Linked DNA regions of Mus musculus: region 2 is linked to region 1. The links are chromatin contacts, called in public promoter capture Hi-C maps. All regions are on one chromosome and are shown on one strand. The core of a region is the stretch at or near the end of the contact, and the rest is flanking DNA. Distances in the headings are between cores, read along the strand shown.

Region 1 (6,445 bases), core at 1,963-4,462:
CTCTAGAACATTTTCACCTTGTCCTTAATTGTGATGTGCACTGGGTGTGGAAAAGGGGGTGGGGAGGATGGCAGACAGGAAGGTTGATGACTTCAGGCACCTCTTCCTGTTTTGTTCAGGGGTCCCTAAAATTTCACACTTTTGATGGCCCCAGGGCTGTAAGGTGAGCAAGGGAGAGCGGAAGGGGCTAGCTGGCCTCTGGGAAGGACAAAAGGATGTCTGGAGAATTCAGTTTGGACAGCAATCATTCAGTCACTGCCAACCTTTGGGGGACTGGGACTGCCTTGAAGGGGCTGTCACCTGGTGCTGTGAGACACAGCCGATGCCCAGAGTGTCGATGAGGCAGCGGCCAAGCCATTCATCAGGCCGGGCACTGAGAATGTCCCCTCGGCAGCCATCCAGATGTGGCCGCAAGCGCAATAGGAGACTCCGTGACAACAGGTAGCCAAAGCCCCCATGGCAGTACCGGGCCTGCTCTCCTGTACCAATGAATTCCTCTGCATGGCCTAAGTACAGGTCTTGGTTGATGCTAAGGTGACCAGCAAGAGCTGCCAATCTGGGGGCCTGCACATATGTGTCGTCCTGCATGATGAAGAACCAGTCATAGTCTGCCCCAAAGTGTGTGTGAAGGTGGCGCAGGGTCTCTGACATGAGCCAGGCAGGCCGCTCATCTCCATGAGACACCACCTGCATCCCTGCAGGAGCCCGGGCCCCTCGCTGCCCTGTGAAGTAGAGTAACCGAGGGAAGTGATGTGCTACTGTACGGTTAACCGCGACGGCCAGGGTGGACAGTGTGGCTCGAGAAGTCAGGACAGCCACCAGCAGGCGCTCACGAGAGCCCAGCTCTGTCTGTATATACCGAGTCCTACGGAGAGACCAGAAGATAAGGGGTCAGCTCCTGAGTCATTAAGGGAGCGTGTACCAGCCTAGCACATACATTCCTAGGAATAAAGGAGTGCATTGGGAGAGGGGAGAGACCCCCCTCCCTCATCACTAATAACTAGCTACCGGGGTGAGTGCCCACTGAGTGGACGAGGCTGGACTTGGCTATGTGGAGACAGGCTCTACTCAGATCTATTTAGTAGGTTGGTGCAGGTACAGCTCTGTTCAAGAACAGTGAACATTAACACCAATGGGTAAGACACTCTCAGACTTGGGGAAGGATAAAATAGGAGCAAACTAAGATAGGAAATAAGACAAGTGCTTCCAGGAAACTAACACTGAGTAGCAACATAAACACAGCAGCAAACAGCTCTAGAGTGAGGGCTGGTGCTGAGGACTATGCACAATCACCCTCAACTGAGTGTCAGTACTGGAGGACTATGCACAGTCACCTTCACCTGAGCGTCAGTGCTGAGGACTATGCACAGTCACCCTCACCTGAGCATCAGTACTGGAGGACTATGGACAGTCACCCTCAACTGAGCGTCAGTGCTAAGGACTATGCAGTCACCCTCAACTGAGCGTCAGTACTGGAGGACTATGCACAGTCACCCTCACCTGAGCATCAGTGCTGAGGACTATGCAGTCACCCTCACCTGAGCGTCAGTGCTGGAGGACTATGCACAGTCACCCTCACCTGAGCATCAGTGCTGGAGGACTATGCACAGTCACCCTCACCTGAGCGTCAGTGCTGGAGGACTATGCACAGTCACCCTCACCTGAGCACCTTCTTGTAGGGCTTGTTAGGATCCCTGTAGTAAGGCACAATCCTGGGTCTGAAGTCTTCATCGCCTTGGTCCAGCCCATTTTTTGAGTCTGGATTCTGTGGCCCTCCTGGCTTCCCCACAGCCTCTACACAGGGATCTTCTCCCTCACCCTGGATCCAGGAAACCCGCAGGAGGCTCAGGCTGCATCCCAGAGACAGTCCTAGGATGAGGGGGAGCACTGGCCGCAGCAGAGCCAGCAGGGAGCTCAGTCGCATGGTGGCAGGCCCTGACACAGGGCGCCCCAGGGGCACAGTCTCAAGGATGAGTAGGTTGATGGGCCACAGGCCAGCAGTAGCCCACGGTTTTACCCAGAGAACCCGGAGTCAACGAGGTCAGCAACAGAAAAAGGAGCCCAGCATCCCCACCAAGTCTTCCCAACCCTATGTCTGGTCTTCAGTGGCCATGGTGCTGATACCCTCAGTAAAATACTAATGTCTATGTGAGCAATGCCACTCCCTACGGGGATTGCAGTCTGTAGTCCAGGAAAAAGAAAAAAGAAAGTGCAGTCCTGCCAAACCTAACCCCAGAAGGTCTACAGCCATTTGAAACATGGGCCTAATTCAAGTCAGCAGCACCCAGTGACACAGAGCTTAGGGCAAAGTGCATGCGCCATTCCAACAACAGTCTGACCAAAAGGGCCTGCCTCAGACACCCTGTGCCATGCTGAAGCTATCCTGGCCCACTATGTCTCCTCAGGCCCCAGAGGAACTGCTGATCTGCCGCTGCTGCAGGCAAGCACTAGAGAAGGGGTCAGCACCTCCTTCCACCCCGCTCCTGAGTGTCAAAGAGAGCCACAGACTCTAGAAATCCCCTCCTTGTCAGATAAGATCACCAGCTATGAATGGTGCCCACCCACCTACCCACCCAAATGAGGTGAGCAGTCACAGTGACTCAGCACAGCTGGCCTCTCATAGGAGCGCAATGGCTGATGGAGCCATTTTGCTAGCCATCCTACTCGTCCTGCAAAGCTATGCTGCCCACATATCTAAGAACAGCAGGAGACAAATTACAGACACTCTTGCTGTGGCTAGAGGTTATCAAACAAAGCCAAATAAAGCAAAAGCAAGCCGGGAGACAGCAGCAGTTAGAGAAACGCGGGGGTCTGGGAAGGCCAGCAGAGGCTCACCACCTTCCAACAGGGCACCTTCCAATAGGGCGCCAGTCAGTGCCCTATTATTCCCTTGGCGACCACAGCACCGTGCCAGCCCCCAGAAGAAGGGACAGAGCGAGTCCTAGCCGGCCGTCTGGAGACAGAAATTAATCGCCTACGTCCCACGACTGCAGAAAAGGCCTTGCGTCCAGCTGGTTTGCTCTGCGAACTTGGGCGGTGGAGGGGAGCTCGCGGCGGACAGCAGGACCGAGCGGGTTCTCAGGTCCTGCCGGGCAGGGGAACAGGAACACCCAAGCCCCACGGCAGACGGAGCCGCCTCGCGGGTGAGCCCACCCTGTGGCGGGCCGAGGAGCTCCGCTTTGCTGCCGCTGCCACCTCACAAGCCAGCCCTCGGCTTCCTCTTCCGCTGCCTGTCAGTCTCCCGTCTCTATGGTGACCGCATCCGGCCCCTCGCTCCTTACAGTCGCTCTCTATGGTTGCTGCTGCACCTCTGGATTCCAACGCCCTGGCTCCTAGCGCCACGGTGAGTGAATCCCGTCTGCACAGAGACGCTCCCCAATTCATCTCAACCCTGTTAGCGCTAAAGAAAGATGCCCTCCCCTTTTCTGAGCACGCTTCAACTAAACCGGCCGCGCAACACCAGCGCCTATTTAGCGGCTCAAGAAATGTTTCTCTACTAAATTTTCAACTCTACTAGGTAAAAGGATGAGGGACATGTGACCAGGAACGAACAGACCTGGGCTAACCTAGAACTCAGTAGTTTTAAGGCGGTGAGAATCGCTTGAAGCAAGCCATGGATACTAACACACTCTGGTGTCTCAAGGCAGAAAAGTACGGAATTAAGCACCAGTCAGGTGACTCACCATGTGAAGGTGGTTGCCACCGAGACTGATAATCTGAGTTCTATGTCTGGTGAAAAGAGAAAACTGACTCCATCAAGTTGTCTTCTGATACCACACTATTGTTAAAGGTGTGTACCACACCTTCCCTATGCTACATCTGTAAGAAACAACTCACTTGGACGGAAGGAAGATTGTCAGGCTTCGGATGTACAAAGCTACCACTTTGGAGAACTTTTACCATTTATAAATGTATGTCAGTGTTCAGAATACATTTGTACTGTCACATTCATGACAATCTCTCTCTCTCTCTCTCTCTCTCTCTCTCTCTCTCTCTCTCCCTCTCTCTCTGTCTCTCTCTCTCTCGTTTTTCGAGGCAAGGTTTCTCTGTATAGCCCTGGATGTCCTAGAACTCACTTTGTAGACCAGGCTGGCCTCAAACTCAGAAAACCACCTGCCTCTGCCTCCCAAGTGCTGGGATTAAAGGTGTGTGCCACCCCACCCGGCTATTGCTTTATTTTTGACATTGGGTCTGGCCATCTGACTTTGACCTTAAACTCACAGATCCACCTGCTCCTGCCTTTCAGTGCTGGGATCACGATCATGTACCAACACACCTGACTATAGCCACAATTATTAAACTAAAAGAAGCAGGTGGAATTAACTTAATATTTTATCGTATTAGGTATAAATATATTTAATAAACACACATATTAGGTATAAAATATTTAATATTTTATGGTATTAGGTATAAATAAAATATCAATTCAACATATAAGCAATATGAAAAGCTACTGTACTGATGTTTTACATTTTTCCATATGCAAACTGAAATCCTAGCCATGTTTTACGGTTATAACGTGTATCACTTGTTTTGTTTCCTTGAGACAAGGTCTTGCTATGTAGATCAGGGTGATCTTGAAATCACAGCCATCTTCCTACCTAAGTCTCAAAAGTGCTGGGGTTACCAGTCTCTAGGCAGAACCAAGATGGATAGGTTCCAGGGGGCCTGGGTCCAGCCAGGAGTGCCGGAAGTGTTACAGCTCTCAGAAGAGAAGAGATGAGGTTTGGGCAGCTTGCACTGGGCAGATAGCCTAGGTCCAGCTACAGAGGCAGCAACAGTGACCGGGGCAGAGTGAGCAGCAGCGTGAGTCTGGACAGCCAAGGTCCAGCGATGAATGCTTCGGGAAAGAGAACCCTTCCACAAGTGTTACAGCTCAGTAAAAACAGCCACTCTCAGACGGTCCTTGGTGAAAGAACTTGTGTAGTTTATTCCATGTGCCTAGGGACTTCTGAGTAGCTGTATTTCAGCGACCTTGCATCTTCTGTGTTAAGCACGTTCCCTGCTGCTGTGATTGGTTTGTTTTAGTTCATTGTTCCAGTGTACAGTCAGTCTGGCAGTGGGGGCTTCAGGGAGCAGATCACACTGCACCAGGAAAGAGAGGCCGTTGAATGCAGGTGTTCAGGCAGCTTTCTCCTTTCCCTGCAGTTCAAGACCCAAGTCCAGGGAACACTACCACTTACTTGGAGGTGGGCCTTCCCACATCAATAAGCCTATCCAACACAGTCCCTTACAGTATTTTTGTCTCGTAGATTACTCTAGTTTCTGTCAAGCTGACAAGCAACATGAGCCATCAGAGCTACTTACAGACACTGTGACACTGGGCACTATACTTCTAGACACTTCTTAGTCGCTAACTTCTTAGGTCATACTGGTCTAGACATTTCCTTCCTCTGGACTCAGTTTCTTCATGTATTTTCTATTAGTTTGTTTTTAGTTGGTTGTTTTTTTTGTCTAGTTTAGTTTTTAGACAATGTCTTAAAAATGTGGCTAGCTTTGAATGCTGTCCTAGTTTGCTTTCTGCTGCTGTGATCAATGAGCAAAAGCAGCTTGGCAGAGGAAAGAGTTTACTTGGATTATAGGTCAAATTTTATTATCAGTGGAAGCCAAGGCTGGAGCCTGCATGCAGGAGCTGATGCAGAGGTCATACAGGAAGGCTGCTTACAAGCTTGCTCCCCATGACTTGCTCAGTCTGCTTCCTCATAGAACTCCAGATCACCTGGCTAGGGATGTGGGACACTGGGCACTATACACTGACACAGTGGACTGGGCTCTCCGCCACATTATCACTAATCAAGAAATTGCCCCCACAGACTTGCCTATAGGCCAGTTTTCTCACCTGAGGATCCCTCTTCCCAGGTGGCCCCAGCTGGTATCAAGTTGACAAAGAAACCAGGACAAATGTGAACCAATAACCAGTTCTTGCTGAGCTGTGGCTTTTTGTAACTCTTTCTTATTAGCCTTCATTTCCTCTCCTCTCGCTCCCAGCACTTATCCATGCACAAGATCTCAACTCTGGGTGAGAAGGACAAAATACCCAAGTAGTTAGCAAGTGCCCCAAGATGCTAACTGTGGTGAAGAAGACTCTGCCTGTCAATTGTTTTCTTATCACAGCTGTGATTGTCCCTGATGGACCTGAGGGTACAGAACCAGACAATCCCAGCCTTGATGCCTGTGCTGCCTCTAAGCAGCAGCGGTTTTTCTGCTTGTTTTTTTGTTTTTTGTTTTTTGTTTTTTGTTTTTTTTTTTTTTTTAACAGGCCCTGAGCCAGAGCTTGTGGATAGAATGAATGGTAACATGGTAACAACAACCACCTCAGAATTTGCAGGGGAAATCAAATGTTGTGATACAAACTGTATAATGAATTATAATTCTCAAAAAATAAATCTTGGGGTCGGAGAGATGGCTCAGTGGTTAAGAGCACTGACTGCTCTTCCAGAGGTCC
Region 2 (6,445 bases), core at 2,244-4,743, 400 kb before region 1:
AGCATACATTTTAGGGTCTTATCCAGCAGTCACAAAAATTCCAGGTCAGAGGCAAAACCTAGTACTGCATTACTGCCATTGGGGGCCAGAGACCACCCAACACAGCCTTGGCCAGAGACCACCCAACACAGCTTTGGCCAAAGACCACCCAATACAGCCTTGGCCTTTTTATTGACTGCTTTCAGATAGGGTCTCATTATCCAATTCATTCCTGTCTCAGATGGGCTCAGGTCACACATGTTGACACCACATGCTGCGATACTTGGTCTTTTGATCCACATCCCATCTCTCTCTCCATAAGGCTGTGATGCCCCCCACTCATCAAATAGCAGACCATCTAGAAACAGCCCTTGACTCCCATGGGCTGGAGTGAAGTGTTCTTCTTCCTGCTTCTGTGAGAGAGGCCCGTGGAAGCAATCTCGGTGATGGGGAGGTCCACCATGGGTCTTTGAGAAATTCTCAGATGCTTCAGAATAATACAAACACGCACAAGCTCCCCCAGATGTGTTTCTGTTGCCCAGCTCTTTATTGTGTAAACCAGTAAGAAGATGATAGATATACAGATGAATAAATTATAGATGATAGATAGACAGACAGGATGGATGGATGGATGGATGGATAGATTTTTATGGTATGATAGACATTGATAGTTGTCCTAATATGGTTTCTATTGCTGTGATAAGCACTATGACCAAAAGCAACTTTGGGTAGGAAAGGGTTTATTTGACTTACATGTCCTAACCACAGCCCACTATTGAGGGGACTCAGGGCAGGAACCTTGAGCAGGGGACTGAGGCAGAGGCCATGGAAGAACGCTGCATAATGGCTTGCTCTTCATACCTTTCTCAGTCTGCTTTCTTATACTACTGAGGACCACCTGCCCAGGGAATGACACCGCCCATAGTGGGCTGGGCCTTCCCACTTTGGTCATTAATCAAAAAAATGCCCTACAGACTTGTCCACAAGCCAATATGATGGAGACATTTTTCTCAATTCATCTTCCCAAATGACTCTAGCTTGTGTCAAGTTGACAAAAACAAGAACTAACCAGTACAATAGTGAAATGTACAGATAGATATGTGTAGATAGCAGACAGACAGACAGACAGACAGCTGCATGGAGATAGAAGATAGATGATATATGGTGTTTTCATTTATTTTCCTTTGTTGTGAAGAGACATCATGACCAAGGCAGTTGTAAAATAAAGTATTTAATGGGGACTGGCTTACACACCTCCTAATTATTCCCAAACAATTCTACCAACTAAGAACCAGGCATTCAAATATATGAGCCAATGGGGGCCATTTTATTCAAACCACCACAGATTGGGGGCTGGGTGGGTGGACAGACAGATGGTGTCTTAGTATCTGTTGCTATGAAAAGACACTTTGACCAAGGAAACTCTTACCAAAAAAAAAGTGTTGAATTGGGTCTTGCTTACAGTTTCAGAAATTTAACCCATTATCATGTCAGGGAGCATGGCGGTACACAGGCAGACATGATGCTGGAGAAGTAGCTAAGACTTCTAAGTCTGGATTCACAGGCAACAGGGAGAGAGAACTCTTGGGCCTAGCTTGGGCTTCTGAAATCTCAAAGCCCACCCCCAAATGACATACTTCCTTCAGAAAGGCCATACTTTCCCGATAAGGCCACACCTCCTAATCCTTCTAGGGACTGCCATTCCATGATGAACAAGCATTCAAATATGTGAGCCTATGGGGACCATTCCTATTCAAACCACGAGAGAGTGAGAGAGCGAGAGAGAGAGAGAGAGAGAGAGAGAGAGAGAGAGAGAGAGAGAAGGAAGGAGGGAGAGGGAGGGGGAGAGAGGGAGAGAAGGAGAGGGAGGGAGGGAGAGGGAGGGAGAGAGAGAGAGGGAGAGAGGAAGAGGGAGGGAGAGAGACAGAGAGACAGAGAGAGAGAGACAGAGAGACAGAGAGAGAGAGCAGAGGAACAGGGCAGTAGGAGTTCTTTAGAATGTAGACTAGCAGTGGAGAAAGCAACCCTAAGATGGGAGAAAATGACCCTGCACCCTCATCTCTCACACTCAGACAGGATGCTCTGTGGCTGAAAGCTTGGTGGAGGAGGACATGAAAATATTCCACCAGCAAGAGGCAGCCCTGACCTTGATTTTTCAGGACAGGACAGATGGTGACATTTAGAGAAAGAGAAGCAGCTTCATCCTGGGGAGCTACCCACAGCCTGGGCTGTGTGAGGGCCTGAGGAATCTAGCCTTGGGGGCCTCAGACCCCTTCCTCTGCAGTCTCCCTCCCTGAAGCAGGGTCCACTCCCCTCCAATGGGCTTTCTAGGAAGGAGCCTCCCTGTGCCGTGGGGACGAAAACTCTTGGAAGTTAAAGAAAGGTAAAGACAACAGGGGAGCGATGGGTGTTGCTGCTAATACTGAGGGTCATTTTAGATCTTTTGTTTAGTTTTTGTGATGCTGGGGATAGAGCCAGTCCCCGAGACCCCTGAGGCCCATGGAAACATCCACAGAAGCCAGTCTTTGTCTGCCCCACCTGCGTTACCTTTCTTCTCCCTGGAAACAAGAGCCAAGCTTCTGCCTGATCTCTCCTTTCTCCTCTGCCTCCTGAGCAGCCTGGCATTCCTTGTCATGCCGCTCCCCCCCCCATGGCTGTGACACACCCCCTCCTCTGGGGGACTGTAATACACTGTCTTTCCAGAGGAAGCTCATCCCCTGACCTCACTACCCCGAGTCATTAGAAAACTACATTTTAAAACACATTTCCCACTGCCTGTAAACCTAGACATTAATTGTCCTGGCTTCTTTTTTTTTTTTTTTTTTACACTTTGAGTGCAGCGTTGTCTCAGGGAGCTCGGCAGGCCACAGTCTACATAGGACACAGATCATACACCCAGCCTTTGAGGATGGCACGCTCAGTCTCCAGGTTCCTTCTCATCTGCTGGGCTCAGTCTGGGGCCCCTGGTGGTAGGTGCACACAGAGGCAGCCTTAAAAGGTAGGCAGCCTAGGGTGGGGATGTAGATCAGTAGGTAGATAAAAAGTGTGCACAAAGACTTGGATTCCATTCCCAGCACTATATAATTATGATTGCTCATGCCTGTAATCCCAGCACTCGAGAGACAAAATAGCGAGATCAAGACTTCAAGGTATCCTTGGCTACAGAGTGAGTTTGAGCCTACAGGAGACCCTGACTCAACAAACCAACACTGACAGCCCATTCCAATCCCCTGCCTGCTACCCTGGGCCCAGGCAGTGCATGCCAGCCTGCCTCTGCCTATTGTCTAAGAGCTGCACAAATGTAGGACTCTCTCCTCACCTGTGATTGAGCTTGGCACCCATTCCCAGTCAGCTCTTCTCACGGTTCCTAGTTTGTATAGTCTCTGCTTCCTAGCACACTCAGCCTCAGCCTGCCCATGGCACTGCACGCCATGAGGACAGGAGCCAGGAACCCCCAAGAACAGGGCCGCTCCATCCTCCAGGGCTGCATTTCTGTCAGGATTTCTCTGTGACTGGGAACCGGAGCGGCACTGGGTTTGTAGCCACTTGCCGTTGCTATAGCAACCCCTGACTTACACCAGCTACACACTAAAAATAGATCATCTTGCCCCTAATATAGAAAAATGAAGGAAAATGAGAGCAGGCAGGACCCTTCCCATCCAGTTATGCGCTGATGCAGCGGCTGGGTCTCTGTATGCGCGCACCCACTCAAGAGTAGAAAGAACAGGATGGAGGGGACACACTAGAGTGTCCTCAGAACTGCTGTGGCCTGGCTCTTCCCCATGTAGAGGCCTCAGCTGTCCTTTGTTCTGAACTAAAGCATTCAATAGTAAAGCACAGTTTACCCAAGGCGGGTTGTATGTTCCAGACAGCCTCTTCATGTACCCCAGGCTAGCCCTACCCTCACATCCATCTCCTGAGTTCTAGTCTTGCTGACGGGCACCCTCCACCTGGCCTGTTCAGCTTTTCAGTCTTACTTCTTCTGTGGGTTGTGTTTTTTGGAAGGTAGGGCTGCTGTCGTTTGCAGAACAGACAGCGTGAGAGCTCCTAGCGACAGCATCTGAAGTACTGAATTGCTTGGGAACGCTGTGACACAAGTGTTCCCCAGGAGTGAGCCTGGGGAAGGAGAACCTTCAGGTACTTGAAGGACCACCCATCCTCCTGGGGAGGAAGTACTGTGGGAAGACAGACCTCACCACTCTAGGACCAGCTCCTCCCTGGGATAGCAATGGCTCTCGATGCATTCGATCACGTTGTCCGAATCATGAAAGTTCAAAAACATTTCAAAATGCTTGAAGATTGTTCTGGAAGGGGTTGTGCAGGAAAGAATTGGGACCTGTCCCTACGGAGTCCGAATTGTGGCTGTCTGCCTGTCGTATCTGAGACTTGTTGATGGCATTTCCTGTGGTGGAATGAGTCTGTGTCCCCCTGAACAGCTGTCTGCACACAGTGGGTGCACTGTAGCCTTCCTTGTTCTTGGGAGCTGTTTTGTTTGTTTGTTTGTTTGTTTGTTTGTTTTTAAGGTGATGGGAGATGTGTGTGGGGCTTCTCAGAGCCCCTGGCTCTGCCATGGGGCTGAAGTGGTAGTGGACATTTGTGAATATGTAGAGCTATGCTTGGAATGTGGTGACTTGCATGTTAAGACGAGGACCTCTGCCCATAAGCCAGGGACAGCCAGGAGGGGCTGGGGGGCTTGGATTTGGGCCTTTGTGGGAAAGCCCACTGCCAGGAACCAGTGGGGAGACACCCTCCGCTTCTCCCATCCCCCATCTCTTCCTCCTCCTCCTCCTCTTCCTCTCTCCTTTCTCTCCTTCCTCCTCCTCTTCCTTTTCCTTCCTCTCTGTATCCCCCACCTTTATCCTCTTCTCCCTCTTCTCTCCTCTCTTCTCCTCCTTTTCTTCTTCATTCTCTTTCTTCCTCTTCTTTCCCCTCCTGTCCTTCCCCCCTTCCCTCTCCCTTCTCCTCTAACTTCCTTTTTGTGACCAACAGATAAAACTTTTTTTTCATCATCTGGAGCTGCACAGCTTGAGAGAATTAAGCACATGCTCATTATGATGCCAGCTCGCCCCCCACCCCCCATCCCTCTTCCACTCTCAGAATTCATCTTCCCAAACTGCCTTTATCACACAATGATCCTTCCCATCTCTGGCACCCCTCAGTCTACTGTCTCTATGAATCTGATCATTCTGGGGCCCTCACAGAATGAAATTGAGCCGTGTGTTTCTCTCCATCTCTTCTGTCCGATGCCCTTAGGTCCTTGTGGGCCACAGTACATATCTGTGCTGTGTCAGGTCTTCCTGAGCTGTGCTGGGTTTCTCCCATGCTTTTGGAGGCTCCCCCATGCTCTCATACCTTCCACACACCCTTGAAAGGCTGCGTAATATTTTGCCATTTGGAGACCCCTTTTGTACATTCAGTCATGTGTCACAGAATATCTGAGCTGTGTCCCCTGTGACACCAGCCTCCCTCCAGATGTGATGAAGCAGCTGTTGTCCCTGTCCTCTCAGCCTGGGACTGGGCACAGAGCAGCCAGCTCACTTCCTTGCAGTGAGGGCATTAGGTCTCTGCTAATGGTGGGCACCACATCCCCACACAGCCTCGCTCAGCGCCCCCTGGTGGATCTAAGCCAGGGGTGCTGCACTCCTGCCAGCCAGAGACACCACAGCCCACAGGACTCACTGCATACTTAAGTACCTGACCTCAGACAGCCCAACTGAAGGTTCTGGGGCACAGATGGACATAACACCCCCTACAGTCTGGTGTGGAAAGCCGATGTCCAAGCTGCTCTGCTTTGCAGTCCCATGCAACCCTCTGTCACACTGTCTCCTTCAAGACCCTAGCACCTAAGTGTGAGTCAGTAAGCCAGGCACACACCCAAGCTCATGCAGGCTCTACAGTACAGGGGACATCATAGAAAAGGTCCTTAGAGAAAAGGAGCCCAGGACAGTTCCCAGGAAGGAAGATGTGCAACTCACAGGCACCATCGGGCAAGGACCAACCCCAATCACCAAGGGCCTGCAAGCTTCCCAGTCCACAGGTTCTAAGCAGCTGGCCCACAGGTGCTGTAAGGGACAGCAGGGTCAAGCAGCCATCAGAGCCCTGGGTCAGTCTGTAGTTCAGAGAAGTGCATCTTGTAGTTTCCAGAAGTGAAACAAACAGGAACGATCTAACATCAGATTGAGTTCAGGTGAGCAAATGTAACTCGAGTCATAAAGACTGACTCCAGCTAGGGAACGGGCTCAGTTAGGAGGCTGCTAACTGTGCAAGTGTGAGGACTCAAGTTCAATCCCCATCCCCAGTTTAAAGAGCTGGGAGAGCGTGTTGCTACACACTTATGGGAAAGCAGAAACAGGAGAATTCCTAGTGCTTACTGGCCAGACCAGTTTAGCCAAAACAGCAAGCTCTGGAGCAATGCTGTCTGGAAAGATAAGGTGGACGGCCCCTGAGGAACACAACCCAAGGCTGA

The links. Promoter capture Hi-C pulls out the DNA fragments that hold promoters and counts their contacts.
Region 2: a contact with region 1 is called in a promoter capture Hi-C map of neural stem cells. The contact joins the promoter of 1500035N22Rik here to the promoter of Chpf2 in region 1. A contact is called at or near these places in 3 of 39 promoter capture datasets (embryonic stem cells, neural stem cells and pre-B cells), 2 of 115 datasets of contacts at active chromatin or transcription factors (bone marrow-derived macrophages and memory CD8 T cells) and 1 of 9 other capture datasets (adipose tissue).

Annotation. Positions count from the first base shown.
Region 1 is chr5:24,583,517-24,589,961 of GRCm38.p6, reverse strand. It overlaps Chpf2 (chondroitin polymerizing factor 2), which reads right to left and starts at 3,212. Exons shown (of 4, transcript NM_133913.2): 1 at 1,662-3,212; 2 at 301-865. The coding sequence starts at 1,924.
Region 2 is chr5:24,982,890-24,989,334 of GRCm38.p6, reverse strand. It overlaps 1500035N22Rik (RIKEN cDNA 1500035N22 gene), which reads right to left and starts at 3,493. Exons shown (of 2, transcript NR_166410.1): 1 at 3,299-3,493. All of the region lies in intron 3 of Prkag2 (protein kinase, AMP-activated, gamma 2 non-catalytic subunit), which reads left to right.